2 separate regions of the Mus musculus genome follow, and region 2 is linked to region 1. Evidence: chromatin contacts called from public Hi-C data. All regions are on one chromosome and are shown on one strand. Each heading gives the region's core, a stretch centred on a gene start, on an enhancer-like site or on the middle of the called end of the contact. The rest is flanking DNA. Distances are from core to core; before and after follow the strand shown.

Region 1 (6,533 bases), core at 2,924-5,423:
CATTCCATTGCACTCACAGTTAGGGTGCAGCTAGTGACCAGGAAGTGGGAACTGAATATAAAGCCCTAAGTCCCACCAATAATGACACACTTAATCAACCACCCTGTAAGAGGACACCCCTTAAAGCTTCTATAACCTTTCCAAACAGCCCCCAACTAGCTGTGGACTTATGGCTCAAAAGCATAAGCTTATGGGATATAGTTTGTCTTCAACCTAGAATACCATATTATGTTTAAAATGAATTTATTTCATTTTGAATTAATATTCTTATCTTCAGAATTTCTGTGTTATCCAATTGTTTCAAAATTTGAAATAGCCATGATATAAGAATATAGGATCCTGGACCAAATACAAAAGTAACTGCATAAAAGACATAGGACAACTGATTCAAATGGATCAAATGTTATACAATGATACTAGACTCCATCTGAATTTCTTAAAGTGTGATCATTGTATGGTGATAATGTGAAAGAATGCATCTTTCTTAAAGTATCTGAGCAATGAAAGACTTAGAAATGATAAAACCTGTTTGCAACTTACTGTTAGATTGTGCAGTACACACTAATTCAGACTTGCTTCTGGAAAAGAAACTTTAAAGGAAAACAAATAGATCAAAAGTGCGATAATTGTCAACATATAGCTCTGGGTAAAAGGTTAATGTGCACAAACTATTTTTACTATTTCAATGCAGGTATGTATTTGAAAATATATGGATTTTTTTTAGGTTTCTATTAACAGTTGGCACATTCTGATTGCCAAAACACAAGTAATTTCTAGATTTTTCTAGAAAACTAAGTTTCTATATTATGTTTTTGGTGCCGATCCTTAAATCCAAACAGGAAGCATAAAATTCTGTGCTTCCTTGTATACCTCCCCAAGTTAAACCCTGACACTTATTAATGATGCCATGTTGTGCTTGCAGACAGGAGCCTAGCATGACTGTCCTCTGAGAGACTCTACCAGCAGCTGACTGAGACAAACGCAGATACTTACAACCAAAGACAGAGATCAGGAAGAGCTCCCCAATGAAGAGTCAGGAGGAGAACTGAAGGAGCTGAAGAGGGTGGCAACCGCATAGGAAGACCAACAGTATCACCTAACCCTCTCTGTCCCCTGGCAGTTCCCAGAGACTAAGCCACCAACCAAAGGCCATGCATGGCCCCTTGCACATACGTAGCAGAGGACTACCTTGTCTGGTCTCAGTAGAAGAGGTATGAGATGGGGGTACATGGGTGTGGGGGGAGGGGGTTGGTGGGGTGGGAGGGGAGTACACGCTCAGAGGCAAAGGGGACGGGGGACGGGGGTGAAGAACTCTTGGGGGGGGGCTGGGAAGGAGGGCAACAATTAGAGTGTAAATTAAACAATTAAAAATGTTTCAGTAGTTATTTGATTTTTAAGACTGACATGAAACCCTGAAGAAATGCACAATCTCATTACAAACAGTTTTAAAGCATAAACCTGCACATACAAACATGTTCTCTGACAAATAACTCTAGAACATGACTGGCAACTGGATGAGTTGACTTTGGGATGCATTCTGCTGCCTCATTTGTCTCTATTTTCTGTGCATACAAAAGTGACATACCCAAAATATATGTGTTTTCTTGTTTAATTTACAGAGCAGACCACAAGCACAGTTCCTACCACCACTAATTATGCTGTTGGTTTCTCCCATTTGGGGAAGCCAAAGGTACCAAAATATCCCAAGTACAGTGATGAGCTCCCACCCTGAAAACGTCTTCTCGATCATGCTATCTCCCCTGCCAAGTAAGTATCAAATATATGGCTATGTTTATAAATATGTTTATATAAGAATGCAAATGTTTTCCTCTTTAAAAGAGTGGCTTCTCCCATTGCACACATTGTTTAAGGGGGAGAAAAAAAAGTCAAAGATAGTTGAAAAATGATGGTATTCCTTTGGCGCACTACTTATTTTAATGCATATACTTTAAGGCCACTTATGATGAAGTACTCCATATTATCTGCATTGCACTTAGAAAATGAACTAAATATTAATAAATATAGTACATTCAACACTCCATTAAGATCACCAATAAATTTCTCATTTATTTTTTAGAAAAATAAATGAAATCTCCAGTATATTTCAATTCATATTAAGACAATTTAGTGATACAAATAGAAGACAAAATGGGAGTTAGACTACAGATTTTCAAAACAATACTGTTTAGTCAGAGTAAATAGAATTATCATTATTTGAATTTCTATGAACATAAAAGCACATATACTTTGAAATAATTTTTATTGAACTGTACTAAATGTATTAGATAAATACAAGACAGTTTCCAACTCCCACAGTATAAGATTAAGAAAAACAATCTCCTATTTGTTTTGTCAAATTAAGGGAACAAAGATTTTTCAATGACCTGGCATGAACAAATTATACATCGATAATGACAAAGGACAGTTGTCTGTTAATAAGAACTTTTGTTTGGCAATAAATGTGTTAGCACCAGCAAATGTCAAAGCATGCTAGACATGAAGCTAGACAGTCAGACCCAAACCAAGACCTGCAGAAAAAAGTCTAAACTTCACAAATGTCTCTGAATTTGTACTAGACCTGGAAAGTAGAGTTTTACACTTAGTTTGAAGAGGAAAGAGTTTAAAGCAAAGATGCTTGAAGTCCTAACTATATTTTCTTTATCTAACTAGGCAGTCTGTACCACTGTATACATCATGCAAGCACCATGTGAAAATTCTTATACGTATTGCTATGTGTCTCACTACAAAACTATGTGATGACACCTATTCCTGAAATGTCAAGAAAACAGATCCCAATACAAGATTCGCATAGGCATCTACTGTAGGAGGCAGTCTGATTCAGTAACATGTACTCTTAAACATTACATGGTTTATTGTATGTCCAGATCCCACAATGTGTCAATACGTTAATTTTTTGAATCTAGAACATCTAGATTATACAAAAGTCCAATTTTTTTAAAGTTCTGTCTTTTTTTAAATTAAAAAAAAAGAACTCTGGGCAGAAAAAAATTAAGTAGCATAAGCTAAATGATTTGTATCTGCCAATTTGTGAGATCTAAATTAATTAAATAGACAACTAGAAAATACAGTTGTTTACAAATAGTTTGCACTCTAAATCAATCAGTGTAAGGTAATTCTGTACTGAGGAAAATATGATCATCTTATGCTTTTCTCTAATCTGGAAATCTTGCATAAGAAAGCTATAAAGGAGGATTTGAGTTTTTCCTTAGCCACAGTTCTTTCTGATAAATTGCAAAAGTAGAGCAGTTGCAGAGGAGGATCAAATAATGAACAAGAAAGAAAAAAGTAAAGAAAGAATACAGTGATTTCCTTATGTTTGAATTCACAACTAATCTTTTTAGGAATAGCTAGCTAGCATCTTCTGATCCATTGTGGTTAGTAGTGTGTTTTATCAGTGACAGAATAAGGACTTGCTTGAGTCAAATGAGAAAAGTTGTTAGGAGCTGGCTGCAGAGGATTTGGTGGGACGGTTCCAGTTCTCACAGTGAAAGCAGTGTAACTTTAGGAAAGTCTTCCCCCTCCTCTTTGCCTCCCCCAAACTAAGCGCACATCATTTTTATCTTGTAGCACATTTGGAGACGTATATAATCATTTCTTTACAGTCACGCTGACTTAATGGTCTTATAAGTGAGATAAATGCCTTAGGTTTATTTGATCAATATATTTGAATTATGCCTTTAGTGTCAGGATTCTAGTTGTTTTCATTCAAAGAAAGCCTCAAAGATAAACTATAGGGCAATTTGTTTCCTTGCATCATCTAGTGGATTTAAATGACAACTGCGGCAGTACTGTAAATTACTGCAAGCCAATCCTGTACGTCAAATTTTCAGTCGTATGTGGATAAACATGCCTGAAATCATTATTCGATTGATTACACAACTGGACAAGTAATTATTATTCCTCCTTTTACGTAAGAAATCATTGAAACACAGGTGAACGCATTAGTGAACGTTTAAAGCCCTAAACAAAATACCATAGCATCGTCGATAACATTTTATGAACCGGGAGAGAGAAAAAGACACAGGCAGGAATGCCAGTTGTCGCCACTGGCTCGCACAGACCAACAGTGCTCCCAGGCCAGCGAACTGCGCCAGAGCCCGAGCCCAAGCCCAGCCTCCGCGCGGAGCCAGTGCGCAGGCGCAGCACCGGGCGGAAGTGGGGGGGCGGGCCCAGACTGTCAGCGAGAGGAAGAGGCCCGAACGGCTGGGTGAGGCGCCGAGACGGTTTTCGCGGCGAGCCGGGCTCGGGTGCAGCTCAGAATCCCGAACTTGGGTGATCGTCGCAGCCGAGCGAGCGTTGGGGCTCCGGAGCGGCGGTTGCTGTCGCCGCGGACGCCGCCGTCGTCGCCGTTGCCGTCCCGGAGGACGAGGCCCGGAGAGGCCTTGCAGGCCTAGCGGAGCCCGAGTGTGCCGTGAGTAAAGCCAGCGCCCTCCGCACGGTCGCTTGCCGGTTAAGATGGAGGAGATTTCGTTGGCCAACCTGGATACTAACAAGCTGGAGGCCATCGCCCAGGAGATCTATGTAGACCTGATAGAGGATTCCTGCCTGGGCTTCTGCTTTGAGGTGCACCGGGCGGTCAAGTGTGGCTACTTCTACCTGGAGTTTGCAGACACTGGGAGCGTGAAGGATTTCGGCATCCAGCCAGTGGAGGACAAAGGCGCGTGCCGCCTCCCGCTCTGCTCCCTTCCTGGGGATCCCGGGGACGGGCCCCAGACGGAGCTGCAGCGTTCACCTCCGGAATTCCAGTAGTCACCACCTGAGAGAGGGCGACACAGTGACCAGGACAATAATAGAGACTGGTCCCCGTGGCTTTGGAGGAATAAGCTAAGTTGGAGAGAAAAAAAATTAAATCAACAAATAAAGGAAAAGCAAACAAAAGTCCCATTTACCCCCCTTCAAGATCTTAGCATTAAAATACAAAAAAAAAAAAAACCGAGAAGGCGTAAAACGAACAAAACACCCAAAGAGGAGAATTTAGGAATCCCGGTCCATTTGAAAGGGTCTCCCATGCCAGCTCTGAAATCCTGGGCAGAAGAAGGTCCAGAGGCGTCGTGCTGTATTTTGAGCTGTATAAAATACATGTGGATGTGCAAGGACCCTGAACTGTCCTCGGTACACAGGTGAGCAGCTGTGTACCCAGCCTATACAATTCTATTTGTTTCTCAGATTCTGCATCTGCCTGATGTCATGGGCCTCCTTCGAAGTTTTAGATGGTGTTGATGGTCAGGCCCTGATCAGTCAGCTTCGGTGGACTGCTCCTCTGATTTCTAAGCCTCCAATTGGGCCTCTTTGATACAAATAGAAGTCAGGTATGTGACTTAAATACTAAAAATATTAATATTCCCGTTTGAATTCGATGGGAAGCCCTTGTGCCCTTGTCTTCAAGAAGTTCCAAATCACCTGTTTTCCAAAGGTCCAGCATTTTGTGGGGACAAGGCCTTGCCTTTGGCTCATCAGAAGACCTGTCTTTCCATCCTACTGAGTGGCAAAGGTTTGGCAAAGGACAAGGTGGTTTTCAAACAGCTGAAGATTTTCTTTTGATGCTATGAGGATGAAGTGTACCTCCGCGACTGCACATCATGTCCAACTGGAAGACTCATGTCTTGAATTACATACTGCGGACATAAGTTTGGTGGGACGGTTTTTTCCTACTTTTGAGTTACTGGTGATGTAACCAGCCCATGGGTCTGACTTGATCATTATGACAGGTCGCTGCCCTCCAGTGGTACCACTGACCTACAGAAGGACATCATGGCAGAGCAGGAGGCTGTTTAAAAATTGAGCCAGGAGGGAACTTTTTTCCATCTGCCTTCAATAATGTGAATGAGTTTAATGCTAAGAGCCCTGAAACAGGCCTGGTTTACCTGGTATGGTTGCAGAATTCCTTCATCAACTGGGCAGTCAGACCTCTGCTGTGCTGATTGAGACTGTCTCCACCTTCTCTGCCCTCACAAACAGCAGTTCATCACTTGGTCCTCAGAACCTCCTTCCAGCAGGGGCTGTATATTTCTTGATGGAAAGTTGGAGGCAGGGTTAGAAGTAAAGGGGAAGTGAGTGGCATATCAAAACTGGTCTGTTTCAGTCCCTAAAATGGGGGGTTATGGAGGGTGGGAGTCCTGAGGTGAGCAGAAAAGAAAGGTGCTGCTTTATTTGAAATGTTTTCTTACCTCATTCTGTGCCCCAGTAAAGGGTCCAGCCTCATCTGTCTGGCTTGGCCATGTTCCTGTCACTGCTCCACTGCCTCTCTGGTGCAGCTCATGATTCCAGGTGCTGCTTGCCACACTAGGTTTTCTCTCGACCAATTTCAGCTCATCTTCCAGTGCTGCTCCTCCGAAGCCTACACAAGTTTCCTTTTTCCTTTTGTTGTCGTTTTCGTTTTCTAACTTTAAATTTTTATGTTGTTTTGTTTTACCTGTTTTTATGGAAGCCTTAGAGGAGAATCTCTCATGGCTCCCTCTGTTTGGATTGGAATGGGAAAATAACAAAAAAAAAAAAAAAAAAAAAAAACAACC
Region 2 (6,521 bases), core at 2,242-4,741, 77 kb after region 1:
TACTTAGACTATGCACAACCCATTATCATTTCCCTTCAATACTGAAGGATAAGTTTAATAACTTCCTTAGGATTATCAACTGGCAAATGATGGAGCTAATTGTCTGAACAATAATATTCTAATGCTAAAATTCATACATTCTACTCTGATTAAGACAGTTCTACTGCCCAGATTAGCTCCAGTGTCAAGCCAACTTTAGATTACCTGATCAAATTTGTAAAATAGTCACTTACTATTTTCATCTCCAGAAACAACTTCATTTGATGTTTCTTTTTAATGTTTTTCTTTGATTTTTGATATTATAATATAATTACATCATTTCTCCATTTCCTTTTCTCCTTTCAAAACGTTCCATTTACCCTTACTGGTTCTTCTTCAAATTCGTGGTCCTTTTCAATGGTTGTTGTTATATGCCTATGTGTGTGTGTGTATTGGTACATAAATAAAAATTATATTTGCATATAGCATGTTATAAAATATAAATATGTATAATATGAATATGTCATATTGATTTCCAAGTATATATGAATATATGATATATTCCTAAATATATAATAAATTACCATATGTATATCTATTAAGAATATCTATTTAAGAATATATATTCCTAATTATTACCTGCTCAGCTTATATAAAATAGTATTTGTACAAATATTTTATGGGCTGACCATTTGGTATTAGATAACCAACTGCTGTGCTGTTTCCTGGGGAGAACTATTTCTCCCAATCACAGCATTCCGTAGTTGTTTGTAGTTCGTTCCATAGGTTTGAAGCCTACTGAGCTTTCCTCCATCTACTTTGGTATTTCTCTTGTGTTGTCCTTGCTTAGCTCATGTTTAGACAGTCATAGTGGTAAATTTTAATGGGTGATGCTTCTGACATTACTAGGAGACATTATCTCACAGCAAACTCCCTGATCCTCTGGCTCTTACAATCTTTCTGCTCTTTCATTTGTAATGTCCCCTGAGCCTGAGATATGGGAGTTGTTTGAAGATGTATCCGTTAGGCCTAGGCTTCACAGATCTGAATTTTTGATTGATTGTACTTGCCTGTAAAATTGTCAATATATTTGAGTGATGTATTTCAGTTTGGGGGAATATTCCATGACTACATTATTATTTCAGGAAAGCAAGATGGAAAACATTTTTTTAAATTAGATATTTTCTTTATTTACATTTCAAATGTTATTCCCTTTCCTGGTTTCCCCTCCAAAACCCCCCTATTCCCCCCCCTTCCCCCCTGCTCACCAACCCACCCACTCTTGCTTCCTGGCCCTAGCATTTCCCTATACTGGGGTATAGAACCTACATAGGACCAAGGGCCTCTCCTCCCATTAATGACCCACTAGGCCATCCTCTGCTACATATGCAGCTGGACTCATGAGTCCCACCATGTGTTTTCTTTGATTGGTGGTTTAGTCTCAGGGAGCTCTGGGGGTACTGGCTAGTTCTTATTGTTGTTCCTCCTATGGGGCTGCAAACACCTTCAGCTCCTTGGGTCCTTTCTCTAGCTCCTTCATTGGGGACCCTGCACTCTGTCCAATGGATGGCTGTGAGCATCCACTTCTGTATTTGTTAGGCACTGGCAGAGACTCTCAGGAGACAGCTATGTCAGGATCCTGTCAGCAAGCTCTTGTTGTCCTCCACAATAGTGTTTGAGTTTGGTGAAAACATTTTTTAAAATGAGGATTTTATGCTTTTGGTATTAAAAAGCCAAAAGATAATGATATATATGGAAAACTAAAAAGGGAACCTCCCTTTTCACTTATAGCCTGTATTGTACACTTTTCTTTTTCTTTTTTTTATTAGATATTTTCTTTTTATATATTTCAAATTTCTAATGCTATCCTGAAAGTTCCCTATACCCTCCCCCAGTCCTGCTCCCCTACCCACCCACTCCTGCTTCTTGGCCCTGGCATTCCCCTGTACTGGGGCATATAAAGTTTGCAATACTAAGGGGCCTCTCTTCCCAGTGTGTGCATTCTACTCTGGTTCTGGAAAGATGGCTAAGTGATTAAGATTATTTGCTGTTCTTCCAGAAGATACCATATCCACAGGATATAATGCCTGTATCCACACTAGACAGTTCATAACTGCTTTTTCCTTCAGCTCCAGTTAACCCGAGGGCCTCTTCTGCTATCCATAAAACATGCACACCCATGGAATTCATTCCCATAGACACAAACACAGACAGTCTCTCTCTCTCTCTCTCTCTCTCTCTCTCTCTCTCTCTCTCTCTCTCTCACACACACACACACACACACAACTTTTAAAATACATTATAAATTACTCTGAAAATATGTACCTTTCGACATTATTATTTTGTATAGACGAGGTAATTTGTGAAATTCTTAGAAATCCAGCAGTTGGAGTTCTAGCTCACAATTGGTAATCTTTAGAAATAGGATTTTTAAGAGTTGGCTATTTCCCTAAGACTTGCGACTTGAGGATAGAGTATCATGATGAAAGATGTCCATTGGGGACCCTTCACCTCTGGCATGAGGTTAAGATCCAGGGGGACCAGCTGTGTATACAGAAGCAGAGGTTCATCATGAACTAAGTCAACTGGACCTTCTGCAGACTGTAGATTTGTGAGAAATAAATATCCTCTGCCTTTGAACTATCCAGTTTATACTATGCTTGTTGCAGCAGTCCAGGGAGACTGAGACAGCAAGAAGAGTGTCAGGGTTTTTCTTCAATGCCGAGATTTCAGGGAACAAAAGTCACCCCTGAGACAGTTACTTTTTTGACAATTTTAGAACTAACACTCATTTCCATAAGTATTTACATGATAGACAAGCAAGGGATTTAATGCATGTTTAAAATAATTTTGTGTCTAAGGAAATGCCATAGTGATGTAATGTACAAGGGAACAGGCTGTAAAAATATCACTGTGGAAATTGGTTGGATATTTCAGCTGCTAAACCAAACTCATCCAAACAACAATGTAAGTACAATAAATAACTCCTATAAATATTTTGGTATTGTGTAAAACCCTTCCCTAAAGAGGGCTTATTTTTCTTACTGGTACTTAGAATTCAGTAAACCTTTAGAGTAAGCAGGATAAAAAGAAATATGATTTCACTTTCACATTATACTATTTATGAATCATATGAGATCTCTTCCAGCTGTGAATTGTACCTTTCCACTATCCCTCTAAAATCATATTAAATGTATTATTGAATGTATTAAAGTTAATATAACAGGTATTCAAATGGATAAAATATATTCAGAACTTGCCCTCTAGTGGTTTTACTCTGAGAAAGTATATTAATTGCTTTCTCATAAATTTATTGAGTAATATGCATCCTGTATCAAACATAATATCACATTAAATGATTTTTAGATTTTATTTGTATAAGTATTTTGCTTGCACATATGTATGTATAATGCCCCTGGTATCTGAGAAATTCAAATGAGGTTGTTGGGTCTTCTGGATTTGGAGTTGTGGGTGGTTGTGGGTGTTGGTATCAATCCCAGTTCCTCTACAAAAACCACAAGTGCTCTTAACCACTTAGCCATCTCTACAGCCCCTGACAATGACATGTTTAACGGTTCAGTGCTTTATATATAATGGATGTCCCATAATAACTCTTTTGTTATTGGATAAAATTTTTGGAATATATATATATGACTGAAGTAGTTTTACTCTAGAAGTGTTTTTAACATATATTAGCTCACTTAGTAACTGTAAAATTTGACTCTCAAAGAAATTAAACATCTTGGTCAAGGTTCTACATAAAGTCCTGAAAATCCATTCTAAGTACTGAATTCTAATATCAGTAAGAAAAATAAGCCCTCTTTAGGGAAGAGTTGTACTCAATGCCAAAATATTTATAGAAGATTTTTATATTTTATGTGTTTGTTTAGATGAGTTGAGTTTACCAGCTGAAAGAGCCAACAAATTTCCACAGTAATATGTTTGCATATTTACCATAAAATTATGCCAACACTAAATCCAAGTAAATAGCTGAGTAACATAAAAAGAATCTGTTTAACTTCATAATAGGATAGCAAGAACATTTACTGTGTGTGGTGGATACAGGAAAGAGATGTTTTGACATTTACACCTGCAATCTTAGCCCTCAGTGGCCTAGCACAGGAGGAATGTTGCCAATTTGTAGGACAACCTGGGCTACAAGTAAGTTTCAGGCCAGATTAGAGTACACTGTGAGAAAATGTCTCTGAGTAAATGAATGAATTTATGGATGAACTGATGAATGAATGAATGAATTGTAAGAAACTGAGCGGCAGGCCTAAGTTGGAAACTATAGCTAAAATAAAAAAAAAAGTTTACACAAAAATAAGAGTAAATTTGTTAAATAAAATATCTGTCATTAATGTGGAAATGATAGGGGTAAGTTATTATTTAATTTAGAGGAAGGAAACTTCGTGTGTAGAGTTTCTGAAGCTACCTATTGAAGCAGTTTGTATGTCATTAGCTCATGAAGCTGAGCACACAAAATCATAAGCAAATATGGAGGAATTTTAATCCAGGAATATGACTGCTGAGGCAATGGATCACATCCAAAACTTAGGTCTGTATAATATGGCTGCCATGCAGACAGGATATACACTGTTTATTCCTCTGGCTGGAATACAGACACATGGTTAGTACACACCTTTAATTCCAAACAAGGTAGCTAAGGTTAGAGCATAGAAGAAAGAAGCCATGTTTGAAAGTGATATGGGAAGGACCCTCTAGAAAATACCAGAGATTCGGGAGGTGAGAGACTCTCAGGACTCAGTGGAAGTGACCTTAGATGAAATGCCCAACAGTGGGGAGAGAGAACTCAACGAGTACACCTGCAGTAGATACTGAGCCTCAAGTGGAGGGATGGGGTTACCAACCCACAGTCAAAATTTCTGACCCAGAATTGTTCCTGTCTAAAAGAACTGCTGGGACAAAAATGGAGAAGAGACTGAGGGAAGGGTGGTCCAGTGACAGGCCCAATTTGGGATCTACCTCATGGGGAGGCACCCAGGCCCAACACTATTAGGGATGCTATTATGTGCTTACAGACAGGAGCCTAGCATGGCTGTCTTCTGAGAGGCTCAAGCAGCAGCTGACTGAGACAGATGCAGATGCTTACACCCAATCATTGGATTGAAGGCAGGGATCCCTATGGTTGAATTAGGGGAAGGATGGAAGAAGCTGACAAGGGCAACCCTACAGGAAGATCAGCAGTCTTAACTAACCCAGACCCCTGAGAGCTCCCAGACACCGAGTCACCAAACAGGCAGCGTACATGAGCTGGTTCAACATCTCACTCACAGCCCCGCCCCCGCCAACACATATATAGTGGAGGACTGCCTGCTCTGGCCTCAGTGGGAGAAGATGCTTCTAATCCTGGAGAGACTTGAGGCCCCAGGGAGGGGGGAGGTGTGATGGGGAGGCATCCTCTTGGAGACAGGTAGGGGAAGAAGTAATGTGACAAGGAACTGTGGGAGGGGGACAAGGAGGAGGCAACTGCTGGATTGTAAATAATAATGATAATGATGATGATAATAATAATAGTGATTTTTAATTAAAGGACAAGGAAGGTGGTCTTATGCATCAGTGGGAGACTTGACAGACTGAGTCAGAGATAAGATATGCTCAACTCACAGGAAAGTGAGGTGACTTAAGAGAGCAGCACAGACAGCGATAGAGACAGTTCAGTGCAGCACAGTTCAGAGTGGCATGCAGTTGGGTCCAGTTCAGTCAATGCAGTGGACTTGAGTTCATTCGTGAGTTTGTGCAGAGGCAGTTGAACCATAGAGTGAGAAGGAGCCAGAAGAAATTACCAACGTTAGAGGCCAAGCAGAGCAATTCAGTAAGAAGCTGTGAGAAGCCAGATTGAATCAGTCAGCTTAGGGTTTGGACCAGAAACAGCTGAGTTGAATCAGCCATCCAGAGTTTAGATAGAGCTAGAAAGGGTGAATTTATTCAGCAGCAAGCCTTCAAGATGGATTTTGATAAAGACCATGAAAATATGTCTGCATTCAGATATACACTGACTAAATATTTAAGTTCATCAGTCAAGGACTCCAGGGACTCCAGGTGTTTTCATCATTTTTTTGCTGGATGACAAATGACTTTATTTCAACTTTTTCTTAATTATTGCTTCATGGGTATAGAATTCTAATGGAAATATATAAAATATCTAATCTTCACTTCAATGTAGTGACTGTTTCCTCTATTCTGAAATGGTTGATAAGAAACCTGTGAGCCTGACTACTGTGAAGGTAGTCTTTCTCTTTAGTTATGTTTAAAGTCTTATTGTTTTAAAGATGCTGCATTAGATTAGCTGCTGTATATTTTCAATGTATCCTGTTTGGTATTTTAAGTGACTTTAAACACTAATCATCGCCACGAACTTCAGGCCTTAGGTGTTTACCATTTTTCTTTCTGTTTCTTCTCATGTTGTCCCTCTATCAATACCTTGAATTCCTGTTCTGTGAATAGTGACGTGCATTTCATATTTCATTCACCATCTCTGTTTCTTGTTTTCTATTAAATATCCTTACAATCTGTTTTGA

What was found. A called contact is a pair of places that touch in the nucleus more often than the background predicts.
Region 2: a Hi-C map of pre-pro-B cells shows a contact between it and region 1, with 3 times the contacts expected there. The contact joins the enhancer-like site here to the promoter of Atxn7l3b in region 1. A contact is called at or near these places in 1 of 39 promoter capture datasets (macrophages), 1 of 15 datasets of contacts at CTCF or cohesin (the NIH/3T3 cell line), 5 of 484 Hi-C or Micro-C datasets (conventional dendritic cells, conventional type 1 dendritic cells, granulocyte-monocyte progenitors and 2 more) and 2 of 115 datasets of contacts at active chromatin or transcription factors (the 230-238 cell line and bone marrow-derived macrophages).

What each region holds. Positions count from the first base shown.
Region 1 is chr10:112,926,666-112,933,198 of GRCm38.p6, reverse strand. It overlaps Atxn7l3b (ataxin 7-like 3B), which reads left to right and starts at 4,173. Exons shown (of 1, transcript NM_001033474.2): 1 at 4,173-6,533. The coding sequence starts at 4,477. The coding sequence ends at 4,770. Gm22507 (a small nuclear RNA gene) reads right to left here and starts at 1,775; the gene lies at 1,615-1,775.
Region 2 is chr10:112,849,146-112,855,666 of GRCm38.p6, reverse strand. No RefSeq gene overlaps it. Among named protein-coding and RNA genes, the nearest start is that of Gm3942, 15 kb to the right of the region's middle. Within about 2 kb of position 3,491, at least 4 of the 459 cell types and tissues checked have an H3K27ac peak or open chromatin away from gene starts, as enhancers often do. A contact at or near this core is called in pre-pro-B cells, where this site is marked.